2 separate regions of the Oryzias latipes genome follow, and region 2 is linked to region 1. Evidence: chromatin contacts called from public Hi-C data. All regions are on one chromosome and are shown on one strand. The core of a region is the stretch at or near the end of the contact, and the rest is flanking DNA. Distances in the headings are between cores, read along the strand shown.

Evidence for each region. A called contact is a pair of places that touch in the nucleus more often than the background predicts.
Region 2: a Hi-C map of embryo shows a contact between it and region 1, with 1.7 times the contacts expected there. The contact joins the enhancer-like site here to the promoter of samd4a in region 1. A contact is called at or near these places in 3 of 5 Hi-C or Micro-C datasets (embryo and fibroblasts).

Annotation. Positions count from the first base shown.
Region 1 is chr3:1,212,053-1,219,100 of ASM223467v1, forward strand. samd4a (protein Smaug homolog 1) reads left to right here and starts at 4,132. Exons shown (of 12, transcript XM_011492501.2): 1 at 4,132-4,300; 2 at 4,841-5,379. The coding sequence starts at 5,184.
Region 2 is chr3:1,250,949-1,257,996 of ASM223467v1, forward strand. It overlaps samd4a (protein Smaug homolog 1), which reads left to right. Exons shown (of 12, transcript XM_011492501.2): 8 at 1,609-1,727; 9 at 1,910-2,111; 10 at 5,449-5,575. Among protein-coding and RNA genes, the nearest start is that of samd4a, 38 kb to the left of the region's middle. Within about 2 kb of position 3,898, at least 3 of the 8 cell types and tissues checked have an H3K27ac peak or open chromatin away from gene starts, as enhancers often do.

The DNA.
Region 1 (7,048 bases), core at 2,882-5,381:
CTGATACAGATCCTTTTAGTACTATTTGGTGAAATTTGTACTTTTACTTTTTACTCAAATAGATAGTGTGCCGTGGGAGATGGTCAGGAGTGCCGTGGGAAATGACCCATTCACTGATGTAAAAACGTTTTCATCTCCAGGATTTCAGCTCTGTGTTCATCCAAACAGGCCCTGATAAAACACTGAGTGGTTAGGAATATGAAAGATCATAAAATACTTTTTTCTTTGTGTTTATTTGATTCTATTAAAGACATTTTGATAAGAATGACGGTACCGCGATTTAGCCGTAGCTTCAGCTGTTTTAGGAAAAGTCCCGCCCCTTTAACTGTCTCCACCAATCATTCTTGGAGGCTTAATCACATGTCATCAGTCTGACCAATCAGAAGTGGTTAAAGTCTTCACTTCCTTGTTCTGATTCTGCTCATAAAGTCTCTCAGTTCCAACAGAAATACCAGCTAAAGCTCGTCTTTAGCGGTGTAGCTTTCCACAGAATCCGGTGTCAGACCGTGGAACAAGAGAACAAAACCATGAAGCTCAGAGAAGAGAGTCTGTCTGACATCACTACATCTCCCATGATGCATTGGGTTAAAGTGACAGTATCTCAGCGTACAATGAGTCTTCCTGTTAAACGTCTTAAACCACAACAAACACACATTTAACAGTTTTAAGTCTTCTTGATGAAATCAGAGGTCAGAGGTCAACAGTTTAGTTCTCCTTCCAGGTTTGTGTTTCTTAACAGCCAAACATCCCAGAGTTTGGTCCAAGTCATCTTTCTGACAGAAACACTTTTCTAACAACGTCTGGATTATTTTAGATGTTAAACTTAAGAAGAAGTAAGAACAACATTTAAGAAACAGGATGAAGGTGAAACAGACACAATTAAACTAAACTGAAACAATCTAATCTTCTAAAAAGAAATAAAACATTTTTGTTAAAGTTTTCAAAGACTTCATCTTTGATTAAGACAAAAGAAAAACTAATAAAACTTCAACATCTTCACTTTTGTGTAGCTACAGAAAACATAAATATAATGTTAGTCTTTTTGGGATCATATTGTTCTAAAATTACAGATGTCTTTGCACAAACATTGAAATAAATATTAAAAAAATAAATCACTATTTAGAAAGAATATATTTGTTTTTTTGTGAGGTTAAATAAAATTACATGTTAATAAACTGGAGGGAAAAACAACTATCAGGGTAAAATGTCAAATAATTTAGTTGAAAATTATTATTCCAACTTTTAGAAAAATCAGCTGCAACTTCCAGCTTTTTCTGCCACAATCATCATAATAATGTACGTGAGATCATAGAGGGACTGTCCATCAATACTATATAAGTAATACTATAGAGTTTCTACCTTTTTTTATTTTTGGATGCTGGTGTGCAGCAGGATTTTTGTCAAGGTTGAAGTGTGCCTTGGCTCAGAAAAGGTTGAGAAACTGTCCTAGAAAACAACTGTTTTTTGTTTTTGTTTTTGCTAAAAAAGGCATCTTCATAGTTAAAAGATTCCTGGGAACACTGAAAATAGATCAGAAGATGATCAGAATAGGAGAATAGGAGCTATTGAAAAAACGTCTTTGTTTTTAAACCATTTATCAATTAGGTTTTTTTTAAATCACTTAATCGGTTCCCTTTGCTTCTCCCCTAAAGACTTTAACCCTCCTTCTTTCGGCCTCATTCGGCATTATCAGCTCTGGAAAGTGTTTTTCCCCCACATTTTCTCGCGGTGTCGTAGCCGCTCGGCCCCCCCGCACGCTCTATTTTGGTGTTTCCTCACCCCGCCAAACCCCTGACGTAATGCGCCGCTGTTAATAATTAGCATGTGGAAAGCGGCGGCACGAGCCCTGTTCCGAATGAAGCCGGAAAATGACGAGCCGTCCCTTCAAAATAAAAGCTTTGCATTTCGATTAGATTCAGAGGATGTATTTATCCTCATCAAAGGAAACTATTCTTCGTGATGATTGTTTAGTTGCAAGATTCAGATTTGTAGTTTTGCAATCATACAACTAACATGCATGAAATGCTGGTTTAAATCCTCTCAGCTATGCTGATGGGACTCAGCCCCTGTTCTGAGATTAAAACTGAATGTCTCTTCTCAGTTGTATCAAAGTGTGGAGTGGAGCTAAATAAATGATTGTCTGACTTCTGTAACGCAGGCTTGTTGCGAATAGAGGGCTTAGTTTTGGCTAAATTCTCACTACTGTTACTAATGTTTATGCCACCACCACGTTGCACTCAAAACTTTCTAAGTTTCAAATGAAAATATTTCATATTTGTTTGAAAACATTTTTTGCTTTCAGACTTTTAATGTTTACTCTGAAAATCTTTGTTTTTCAAATGGTGGCATACATATGACATTAAATAAAGTTGAGTCTAAATTACAAAAAAGGGGTTTATTCAGACATACCTCTGGAGTGTCAGAAGATTCATAACCCCTGTTGTTAAAGTCAAATCTGTCCAACACCAGAGGCCTTCAGCTCTCATCTGTCTGCCCAGCTGTTGGACAGGACAGGTTAAAAATGTAGTCCCATATTCTAGAGCCATTGATGTACATCCCATCTCTATGAGACCAACTGTAATGGGTGCGCATGGACTGCCACCTTGTCGTGGTTGGGGGGCTTGCGTGTCTGGATGACCTGGATGCCTATGCCACCTATGGTAGAGTCCCCCATGCCAGACAGACCCAAGGGTGGAAGCCACACTAAGACCAGTCCACTGGGCCTCCAGGTTGGGGGTTTGGCACAGGGATAACCACTCGGTCCTGCAAAACTAAGATGGTTACGGAAACATGCTGCCCTAAGCGTCTCAAGGCGTAAAATGCAGGAAGAAGATCAGTGTGCGTGACTTATACTTGGGATTTGGAATCACATTTGACATAATAATATCACATAACCACTGATGGATGACAGACACGGCCATGTATACTCTCTAAGCTTTCCTGTTAGTTAAACCTAGCTTAAAACCAAAGTGGGGGCATGCATTTGAGGTAAGCAGTGATCAGTCAGCAGTGATTGGTCTCAGTCAACATTTCTATGGCAACCACTCTCACCAATCAGGAGTGAGCTTGTTGGAAGTCCACATTCCTGCCACTTGAAAGCAGGCTACAAAAAATCTGTAGATCTAATGTTTCGAGCGCTTGGCGTTAGACCGTCTACTTTTATTGAGATATCTGATTGGTCCGTCTATAACCTGAAAAACTTGACCTGCAGAAAAAAATATAATGAAAAAAATTAGGATTATCAAGAACATGTTAAAAAAAATGTATCAGAGTAGCAGCTGTTTGTCTCTCTATGGAAGTCTGTGGTTGTGTCAGAATTCCTTCACTGCCAACTACATAGTGCCCCCTATAGTGGTTTCACCATTTCGTAGTTCTGTCTGAACATCCAAAATCCAGAGCCCTAGAGATTTCCCAGAAGTCTCTGCGAAAAACCAGTGTGCATCGATGCTCACTAGATCAGCAAATATAGACCACAATGCATTGCATTGGAACAATTTTTCAAAGAAAAAGTATTTTTAATAAATAAACCATCAACGTTTTTATCTTCAGAAGACAGTGGACTCATGAATAATCGTCACAAAACGCTCATATTAATTAGATTTTAACTTAGCTAATTCGATGACATCATATCCACCGCTTAAAGAAAAAAGGAGTGTGGTGTCTGATTGCTTTTGAAATCCAGGGCACTATCTAGTTTTTTAGTAGTTAGGGGTTAAGGCGGGAATTCGGACATTGCTTTTGGGATTTTGGCTTCTTGGGACCAGTTCCTGTTTGGAACGCCAAGGGGGAGGGTCCACCCAGTCCAGTTCTCATAAGCGGTTTATGGTCAGGACAGCAGTGCATCACTAATCTATTCCTCTTCTAAACTTGCAGCTGGGACATGCTCCAAATGACCCCATGACCCTGATGGGGTCATTGGAACATATCCCAGCTGCCTTTGGTCAAAGGTAAGGTGCACCTTGGAAGGTGTGCCAGTCCATTCTAAGGCCCCACAGAGACACAACCACTCACACTTAAACTGAGGCATGTTCGTGGACTGTGGGAGGAAGCTACTGTTCTCAATCTCATGCCTTATTTTGAAAAGCTCCACCGGAAGTTGATTCCCTTCGCCGTCCCGCTTGACCGCAGTGTTTTAGAGCACAGCCCGTCTGCTGGAGGGACACTGAGGAAAAGTTGGGCAAGATGGCAAATCCCGCAGACCTGGAGTGACGGGGCGGCGCTCCCCGCACCCCCAAAAAGGGAAAGATAAAAAAAACAAGTCCGTCCTGACAGAACCCGACGATGCAGCCCGACCCAGCAGGTAGGAACCGATGGTCCGGTCTGAAGTTTACCGCCGCCGCCCGTCTCTTTCTCACCGGTTCAGAGAAAAGTTCCGCGTGTCTTCAGCCAAACTCTCCCGGTTAACGGGGCAGCCTGTTCTGTCTGTCACGGTCGCTCCGTTTAAAGTCGCCGGGACTATTTTCTGAGGGATCGGCCGTTTTTCTGCGCCGATGAACTGCGCCGTGACAGTTTCGGACTGAAGCGACGCTCCTCCGGGATCCCTCCGCGCGCCCCCCGCCGCCCCCGCCGCCGCCTCCTGCAGCGGGAACGCGGGCTCAGCCCGCCTGCCGCCGAGGCGCAGCGTCCTGCCGCCACAAGCGGAACATTCCGCTTGGATGCAGCGCCAGCGGGGCAGCAGTATTTTTAGGATGGGTGGATCCCCCAAACATCTTTTATTTCTGTCCCGACTGTGAATGCCGCAGGCTGTGCCGCTTATTTAAGGCTGCTGGGTCAGAACCGCCAGTTGGGTCCGGTTCTGTGCTCATGAGCGGGGATTTAAACGTTTGCCCTCCTCCCGCAGGCGTACCGGGACTCCCTGAAGAAACGTGCCATTGAGGCTGGAGGTGATGTGACCCAGCCTAAACTGGACCTGCGCTGACTCATCAAACCCCCCAGGGGCCCAATGCCAAGCTAGAGGAGCCCCTCGCCCCCCTTCAGCACCACCAGAGAGTCGGCCAAGAGGAGGCGGTGGGCGGGATCCGACAGGAGCTTCCCCTGGTTCTGGTTAAGAATGGCCCAGTCAGGGACAGCCCCACGCTGCTTCAGCTGATCTGACCCCCCCCCAAGCTCACTGAAGTCCGAATCCGGGGGCTTCCTGGGGGAGTGGCCTCCCCACGTCTCACCGGGTGCCCGCCTGGCAGACCATGATGTTTCGTGATCAGGTGGGGGTGCTGGCCAGCTGGTTCAAGGGCTGGAACGAGTGCGAGCAGACCGTGGCCCTGCTGTCCCTGCTGAAGAGGGTGAGCCGGACCCAGGCCCGCTTCCTGCAGCTCTGCCTGGAGCACTCCCTGGCCGAGTGCACCGAGCTGCAGGTCCTGGAGGGCGAGGCCAACGACCCAGGTAGGCCCGCGGCCGCTCCGTCTTCTGTGGGGCAGAGCGTTCACTCCTTCAGATAGCGGGACGCGTCAGCGCGGCCTTCTGCTCATCAGACGGGTGCAGCTCTCCACCTCCACCTGTGATACCTGAGTGACGTTTGCTGCTCAGACTCACTCAGACATTCGAATTTCTTCCTTTGTTTCCTTTTTATTTATTTATATGCGGTCAAAGTAGTTTGTAAAAGCTTGAACACGGAAAGAATAACAGAAACGTTGAGCCCATCATTTATGGACTACAGAGCACTAAATGCTTTTTTATATAGCAGACAGATGGGGCTGAAAGCCTCTTGTGTTGGACAGATTTTACTGCTACAACATGAGTAATGAAACGTTTGACACACTAGGTGTATATTTGAATAAACCCCTTTTGTAATTTAGACTAAACTTTATTGATATTATTTTTGTAACAGTTTTTGTTGGACGGGACGGTCAAAGAAAAGGAGGGAAGAAGAGAGAGAGATGTTAGAAAGGGGGGTGTAGTAGAAGGGGGGGGGTATAATCAGCACTAAACTTTTAAAATAATAATAGGACGAGATCTTCATGTTCATTTCAAAGTTGATGCTGTCTCAGACTGCTTGGACACCAGTGTGGTTACCATGGTTACTGTGGTGCAGTTTGAAGACATCTGAATATGGAGGTTCTGCGTTTCTGGAGTTTGGTCAGAATTTGATCTTGACGGTTTCCAGCCGCTGCAGGGTTGGTGGTTGTCTCAAACGTTTTTCCGTTAACGGAGCTCCAGACGTTTTCTGTGAGGGAAAGGTCGGACGGATGCGGGTCCGTCCGGGATGAAGGCTCGCTGCTCTGAGGCTGCAGTTCTGCATGGTTCTGCTGAAACATTCATTCTGTCCTCAAAACCCACAGCTGTCCATATCGTGTGTCCTTCTGCCCCGCCCCCACACCGCCAGAGATGCCGGTTTGATCCGAGCGCTGAGAAGCTCTCGCTCCTCTGTAGGAGCATTTATTGTTGTCGCCAACCCATCATGCTAGCAGAAAACATCATGGGCCCACGGAGACGGATGTTGGTGCGTGTCCCTGACACACACAGATTCCCTGAGTGTCTCTGCAGAAGACGAGGTTTTTAACCTTAAGGAATATTGTTTTAACCCACTATTTCACAGATTGGACAGCCTGCGTCTGGAACGTCTTGTCCATCATTTCACAGAATTCAAATAGTACCTGGATGTTCTGTCGGCTCAGCATTTGTTCACAAATGATGGACTTTTCAGCCACTTGTTGGTTCCTGAAGCCAGGCCATGTCGACACCGCCAATACCCAGAATTCAGTTCCAGTTCTTGAACGCTACTGTTTTAGTACCATAAAGAGCTGACGACATCACCGTATCACTTTATTGTTGTTTTTAAATTGTTTCAGCTGCAGGAGCTCATAATCAATACGCAGAGAAGAAGAAACCAAATGTTAACATATCGTTTTCTTGATGATCTTTGGGCAGATCTACTGTATTTTAAATTTAAAATCATTTCATTTTTTAAAAATTGACAGGGTGCCTTATAAACCGCTTCGCCTTAAGACACGTACACATGTGACGCGCGTTCAAGAACACGCTAAACAGCGTTCTTTAAAGTCCCGTTATCTGTTTAAATTTGTTTTCCTCACCCGTTCCTTGGGGGATTCGG
Region 2 (7,048 bases), core at 2,648-5,147, 39 kb after region 1:
TATCAGTTATTGTTTCAGTAGATAGAATTGAGTTTGGACCGTGACTTAACTTCAATGCTTCATTTTGGCCCCCTGTGAATTTGAGTCTGACCCCCCCGCTTTAGAGCATCAGTTTCCCCAGCGCAGGGTCATTTACCGTTCACTCTTCTCCGTGTGATGTGAGGTTAAAAACTGACGCTGCTGGCCTTCAAACGGCCTTCAGACATGCAGAAACTGTTGTCCATGTATATCAAATACATCTGTGAACAGAACAGATATTTTCTTTTTAGGATGTTTAAATGCCTTTACAATAAATACACGATTATCCTGCAACAACCAAATCCTATGATGGTGAAAAACCCCTTATTTCAGAGAAAACGTCTCATCTTTAGCAAGATAATCTTAGTTTTAGAAAAATGTGCCTGAATGATTACAGTTTCTTTTTTAAAATAGGAATTACTGTTGAGAGCATTTTTCTTACCCCGTTGGCAGATTTCTTTAAATAAAATCTGCCAACGTATGAGTTGTGTGTATGGAGCCTGTTTTGCAGCGTGAACATGCTTCATTCCGTTTACACGTGAACGTGTCATACAGAGACTTTTAGACGCACACTATAATTACCACATCCACCACTATCCTCAAGCTTTTTATGCCATTTATTTGACTTATTATGACTAACTCATAAGTATGGAAGTCATATTTGAACATGGTGCAGATGAAAAGAACTACATGAGCTCAATATTTGTGTTTATTGTAAGGAATATGCAAATGTTGTATGGCCCGCAAACGCAACCCCCTTCCACGCCCAGCTCTACGCACCACCGCCCCCCTCACCACCCAGCTTTGATCAAGGCTAGCCAAAGCTGCATTTGCTTATCATGCTAACTATGCTAATTATGCTAATGTGAATAAAAGTTTTAGCTTTGCGATCAGCAACAACTCTCAGAAAAACACATTGCCCAAAATGCTAATTATGCTAACTATGCTAATGTAGATAGATTCAAAGGGTTTATTATCATATGCACAGTAAAGAAATGGGTTTCCCTGCACAATGAAATTCTTTCTTTGCTGTCAGCTCCAAATGCCAAACGTATAGAGGAAACAAAACAATTCACTCACATCATACACACAAAAACACAAGATGTCGAGTGGCAGTTGTAAAAGTGCACCTACCCTACCCCACCCCTAACCCTCCCCTAACCCTACCCTAACCCTAACCCTACCCCTAACCCTACCCCTACCCCTACCCCTAACCCACCCCTAACCCTACCCTACCCTAACGCTACCCTACCCTAACGCTACCATAACCCTACCCCTAACCCTACCCTAACCCTAACCCTCCCCTAACCCTACCCCTCCCCTAACCCTACCCTAACCCTACCCCTACCCCTAACCCTCCCCTAACCCTACCCCTCCCCTAACGCTACCCCTACCCTAACGCTACCCTAACCCTACCCTACCCCTAACCCACACTCAGGAATTCCTGGTTTGGATCGTTCTCTTTGCTCTGGTTCCCTTGGACTGGTATTAGTTTCCCTCTAAATATCTAATGCTGCAAACAGCAAATCTTTTCCTTTGCACTGCTGCTGAAGTTTTCTTTGTCCACCCCCCTCTTGTCACGCCCGTCAGTCCTTCACAGAGACGCAGAAGAAACGGCTGTTGTCATGGAAACAGCAGGTCCAGAGGCTGTTCCGGTCCATTCCGAGGAAGGCCCTCCTTGACATGGCGGGGTATCGAGCGCAGAGAAGGTAGGAGCACACTTTCAGACTGTTCGTGTGCCTGGACATGCTTATCTTTGGCTCCAGGAGAACTTATGGGATGTGTTGAGAACTTAGGAAGATGTGCTTCTCATTGTGGCTTTGTAGTTAGTCTTTAACCTGCATGTGCTCTACGGTCACAGCACTGAATCTTTTGCCTCGTCCTCCTGCAGCCGGTTCGGACAGTCCAACTCTCTCCCCACCACTGGCTGTGTGGTGAGCAGCGTCTCTGCCAGAAGGAGCCTCCACCAGTTCCAGATGCCCTCCAGAAGCCTGCCAGGAGCCAGGCTGGGTCTGCTGGGAAGTGGGGGTCTGCTGGGACCCACGCCTCGTAGCTCCAGCAGCACGCCCACCGGTCTGAAGCAGGGCCGACACGTGAGTCTGACGGGCGTCCTGTCCCACCCTCATACGGACATCAAACCCACAACCGATCTAATCAGAAACCAGAACAGAGACGTGACTTTAGGGTTCGGGTTCGCTTCATTCGTACACAGTGGAAGCTCTCTGTGCATAAAGTTAGAGTATAGAACATTTCTGTGTTTCATATTTCAATTTCCCCAGTTTTCATTGAAATGTCCACATTCTAAAAAGGTTTGGAGGTTTTTTAAATGTACATAAAGTATTTTAAAATAATAAGACCTTCAACTTTTATGCTAATATTTAAAACATATATAAACTGAATCCTTAACTGGGAAAATGTTGTGCACTGATCCTCTCGGTGAGCTCTCTTCAGTTTTGATTCCTGCTGCTCGTTCCAGAACAGCTGGATAGCGGAAACAAACGGCTGCAGAGCTAGAAATGCCGAACGTTTTCCAGGTTTTCAACTGAGAGACAAAATGAGAAAAAAAAGCCTGGACAGGTGTGGTTCTATAGGTAACCAGTTCAAACAGGAGCCATTAATACAGGTAACCAGGGGAGGACAGAAAAAGTTACAGGTCTGTGAGAGACAGAAATCTAGCTGGTTTGTTTTGAACCAAATACTTATTTCCACCATAGTTTACAAATACAATCTTTAAAAATCAGAAAATGTGATTTTCTGGATGTTTTTTCTCATTTAGTCTCACATAGTTGAAGTATTCCTATGATGAAAACGACTCTCCTCTTTTTAAGTGGGAGAACTTAAACAAACGGTGGCTGACTGAATACTTTTTTGCAGTTAAGTTTCAAATTGCATTTCTGAGTAATTCTTTATTCAAACTGTTGTGACTCATAAGCAGACGAATAAAGACTTGTAGTGGTGATGTAGGTGCTACAGTGGGCGGGGCCGCGGTCTCCCTGCTCTGCTCCATTCTGATGCATCCACTTCCGTTCTGCAGAAACTATGTCCTAGAAAACCACACAGATTTGGGCTAAAAACGACATCATCAGAACTAAAAACCACAACGATTCAAACATAGATCAGAAGAAGACTTTAACGCTGCAAGTCAGAGGGATTTTAACATGATGTAGGTATAAAAACCAAAAAAGGAGAATATTCACTGAAAATAAAAATGATATCAAATACAACAAAGACTGTATTTCTGTCTGTGGAGTGAGGTTATGGAATCATATGGAGGAAATTATCAAGATGAGTAAAAATACAAACTGAAAGCTTTGGAAACATAAAATAGAACTTTGAGAAGACGAGGTTCAGACAGACAGTCATGACATTATTGTAAAAGACTGATTGATCCAGGACCGTCTGTGGATGAACTCTGACAGTGAGACACAATCAGCTTTTCTGTATAACGGAGGAGCATGTCTGTTGTAAATGGGTTGTTTTCTGATTATTTCAGTAGCTTTTCTATAGTTTAGCAGTCGTATGCAGGTTATTCAGGGAAGGGAATTGGTCCGTTTCCTGCCATTCTGCAATGATATGTTGAGAAATATGTAATGAAGAGTTTCAGAGTATTTCTGGGCAGACGCTGACCCCTCCCTGAGCAAGACTCCTGCCTAAAATAGGCCTTTTTCCTAACAGAGATGAGGCGGGTGGGGGTGGTAAACAGTTCTCCTCGCATACCAGAGCTGTGTCAGGCGCGTCCGCCTGGCCCGGTTTGGTCTGACCCAGTCAAGTGGAAACCTGTGCTTCTCATCTGCCACAATGGGAGGAAGCAGCTCAGTTCCTCCTGGAGCTTCCAGTGTGGGACAGCGTCACGAGGAAAAGGGGGAACGCTGAGAGGGAAATGTGTGAGTCATGGTTTGGAGACCTGGCTTTGGTGTTGGAAAGGGAGGGGCGGTGTGTGTGTGTGTGTGTGTGTGGGTGTGTGTGTGTGCATGAGACAGACAGTCAGAAGCAGTGAGAACAGTGCACAGGCATTTCCTGTTTTCCCCCTCGCCTGCAGAGCTGCAGGACGGCCAAGACAGAGAGGGATGGGGGGGGGCGAGCAGGTTACCATGACAAACTCTGTGGCGTCCTTCAAATGTGCCGTTAAGGTGGACTAATGTTTCATAAGAACGGGCCTTGGTTCGGTCACCTTTAACCCTTTACTACCTGTTCACCTGAGTCCACCCGTGGCTCCGCCCCCCTGCCTACCAAAGCCAGCAGGGCATAAATGCAGGAATATCTAAAACCTCCTCAGTGTAGCAACGACAGACTCAGATGGTGTTTGGGGTTTTTAACATGTTCCAGTTTCCTCCTGATGAAGAAAACTGCATTTCTGAGTTTTTCTTAATTCAATCGCTGTGAATCAGGAGCAGATGAAAACATGCAGCTGGAAAAATACTGTGTTTGTGATGTTAAAAACTACACTGCTGGCCACAAGCTCCCTGCTCCGCTCCACCCCGCAGCGGGGAGGGGAAGGGGGGCCGGGGTTGTTCCAACCCAACGACAGCTCAGAGGCAAATTTGTGATGAGCTACTGCCAGGATGCATTTCTGTTTTCATGGCAAAAGGATCACCCTGGAATTGATGAGAAAGTGCTGCCTTCACCCACCTAGTGGTCATTGTAGGAACTGCAACATTTCATATTTCTGGGTTTTCTCTCTCTAAATGTGGGAGGCTGAGGGCGGGGCCTCCAAACACGCGTGATCATTGATCCTAATGAGCGAAGCGCCTCACCACTACAAAGACGACGTCTGCAGGTCTCTCTGCTTTGTGACATAATCAAATGCAGTCAGTAACTGTGCATCGTTCTCTTCTGTTGGTGTTTTTCTCACCGTAACAAACATTTAGTATAATCTCATCTGTAGGACCAAGCAGGTGATTTTGGATTTGTTTTTTGACAAACCCTAAATGAACATCTGGATCCTGCACACGCCGGCGTTAAGACATCAGAGATAAAAAGGTTTACTTCACACGACTGGAACTGTCATTCCTGCTACAGTTGAGGAAATTCTGTTCAGGTTTGATCCATTTAGAGTTTTCTCCCCACTGGTGGTTTAAACTTAAGCAGTTATGTTCACCCTCACATAAAAAGGCCTTTTTCTGCCTTCAAATGTCAGAATGGAGTCTGAGCGTTTCAGGCGGAACCGTCAGAGGCGCTCGGTCCGCCTTTCTCAGTGTTTGGTTCGGCTGCAGCTCTCAGGTAAACTTACCTGGCGGTCAGTTTCTTTAAAACTCTTCTTTTGATGCCAAATCAAAGAGAGATGTGAAAACTGCATGGAGCCTAGCCTCACGTTGCTGCTGAGCTCCACGCATGTAGATTCTTCAGCAGTAGAAATGGGAAGTCTTTGCTCCGTTCCAGTCTCATGGCCGTGACTGTTTTAGGGACCTCTTTAATGATGGTTCTCCTCAGGGCCCGTGGTTTGCCAACCCAGGAGGCAGCAACAGCATGCCCAGCAGGACCCACAGCTCCGTGCAGAGGACGCGCTCGCTGCCGGTCCACACCACGCCCCAGGCCGCGGTCATGTTCCAGCAGAGCGGTGAGTCCACAGACCAGGACTCCACCTACGGGTCCACTGCCTCTAGAACTCTGACTCTTTACTGTTTGTCACTGAACCCCATCTAATGAAATCTCTTCTGTGAGACTAAACTGAATCAAAGACACGTTCAGGTGAACGTTGGTTTCTCTACAAACGTGAAATCCAATGGATTCCTTCAGCAGCTGCACAGAGGAACCCTGTGAAGCTCTGTCCTGATCCTCTAACCACAAACCTTCATAGTAGGTGTTGGGAAATGCGCTTCGGCGATATATCGTAATAGTTCATTTGGTGATACTTGTATCGACATAAAATGCTGTCAAAACCATATTTCTTTAATTATTTCTGATCCTCCTTCACCCTCCGACCACTAGATGGCAGCAGAGAACACGGAGCCTCTTTGAGCAGCTCTGCAAATGAGATCTCAGTGCAGCAGCTTTTTGTTCTGAGACGTGAACCACTGAGTTTGTACTTGGGATGGGAGCCCAACAGAAACCATGTTGCTGCCAGGATCAGATAAAAACTCCGTTCAGACTCCTGAACCGTTTAAAGGTTCTGGAGAATCTACATTCATGTTGAAACTAAACAGAACTTTATTTCCTTAGTCACACTTGTACAACCTCATTGGTTCAGACACATTCATTCATTTATTTTATCTTACACTAAAATATATTTTGTTGTGGAAATCAGACAATGTGGACTGTTCCCTTAATAACTAAACTAATAATAACTAAACTTAATATAGTTGAAGTTACCAAAATAAAAGCGCTATATGTGAGATACAGCTGCAGTGCTTAACATTGTGATTATTAAATAAACTGAATTTTACAATTTTATTACAATGAAAGACGTCTTGATATTCAGGTAGAGTTTTTTCAAAGTCATATTTGTAAAAGAAAGAAGATGTGTTGTGGTACAATAGGGTTGTGTACTCACACAGCCCTTGGTTCATAGCTGCTAAAGCCTTCCTTTAGAGTCTTCTTCAGCGTTTGGTCCGCTGTGCTTTAATATTTCTGTCCAGCTATTGCATCGCCACACGCCGCTCCAGCGTCACGCTCAGAGAGGCGGGGCTTCTTCCGACCCTCCAAACACTTTCCTCCTTGTGATCTCCCAGGAAAGCATGGAGGCGTAAAGCCTTGGGGTGTGACGGCTCTTGTGACTTGTAGCCTGGCCCCCATCATGTGGGGTCACGGTAACTCCAGACGCAGTGACCTACAGTTACCTCTGCTGGACCAGAGTCTGGCGTCTTCTGCCAGAATGAGCCTCCTCGAAGAGGAAACAGATTTTCTTGAAGAAGGAGAGGAAAGGATGTCAGTGAGCATGAGGGGGGGTGGCCACTGAGGAAGGAGGTGAAGGAGCAAAGGAGTGAGGAGGCTCACAATGAGGCTCTTTGTGCAGCCAGAATGGGACTCCCTGTTCTGCTTTCCTCCCCTCTTCCTGACTGACTTTCTTCTTAGTTTTCCTCCTTCTCTTTTT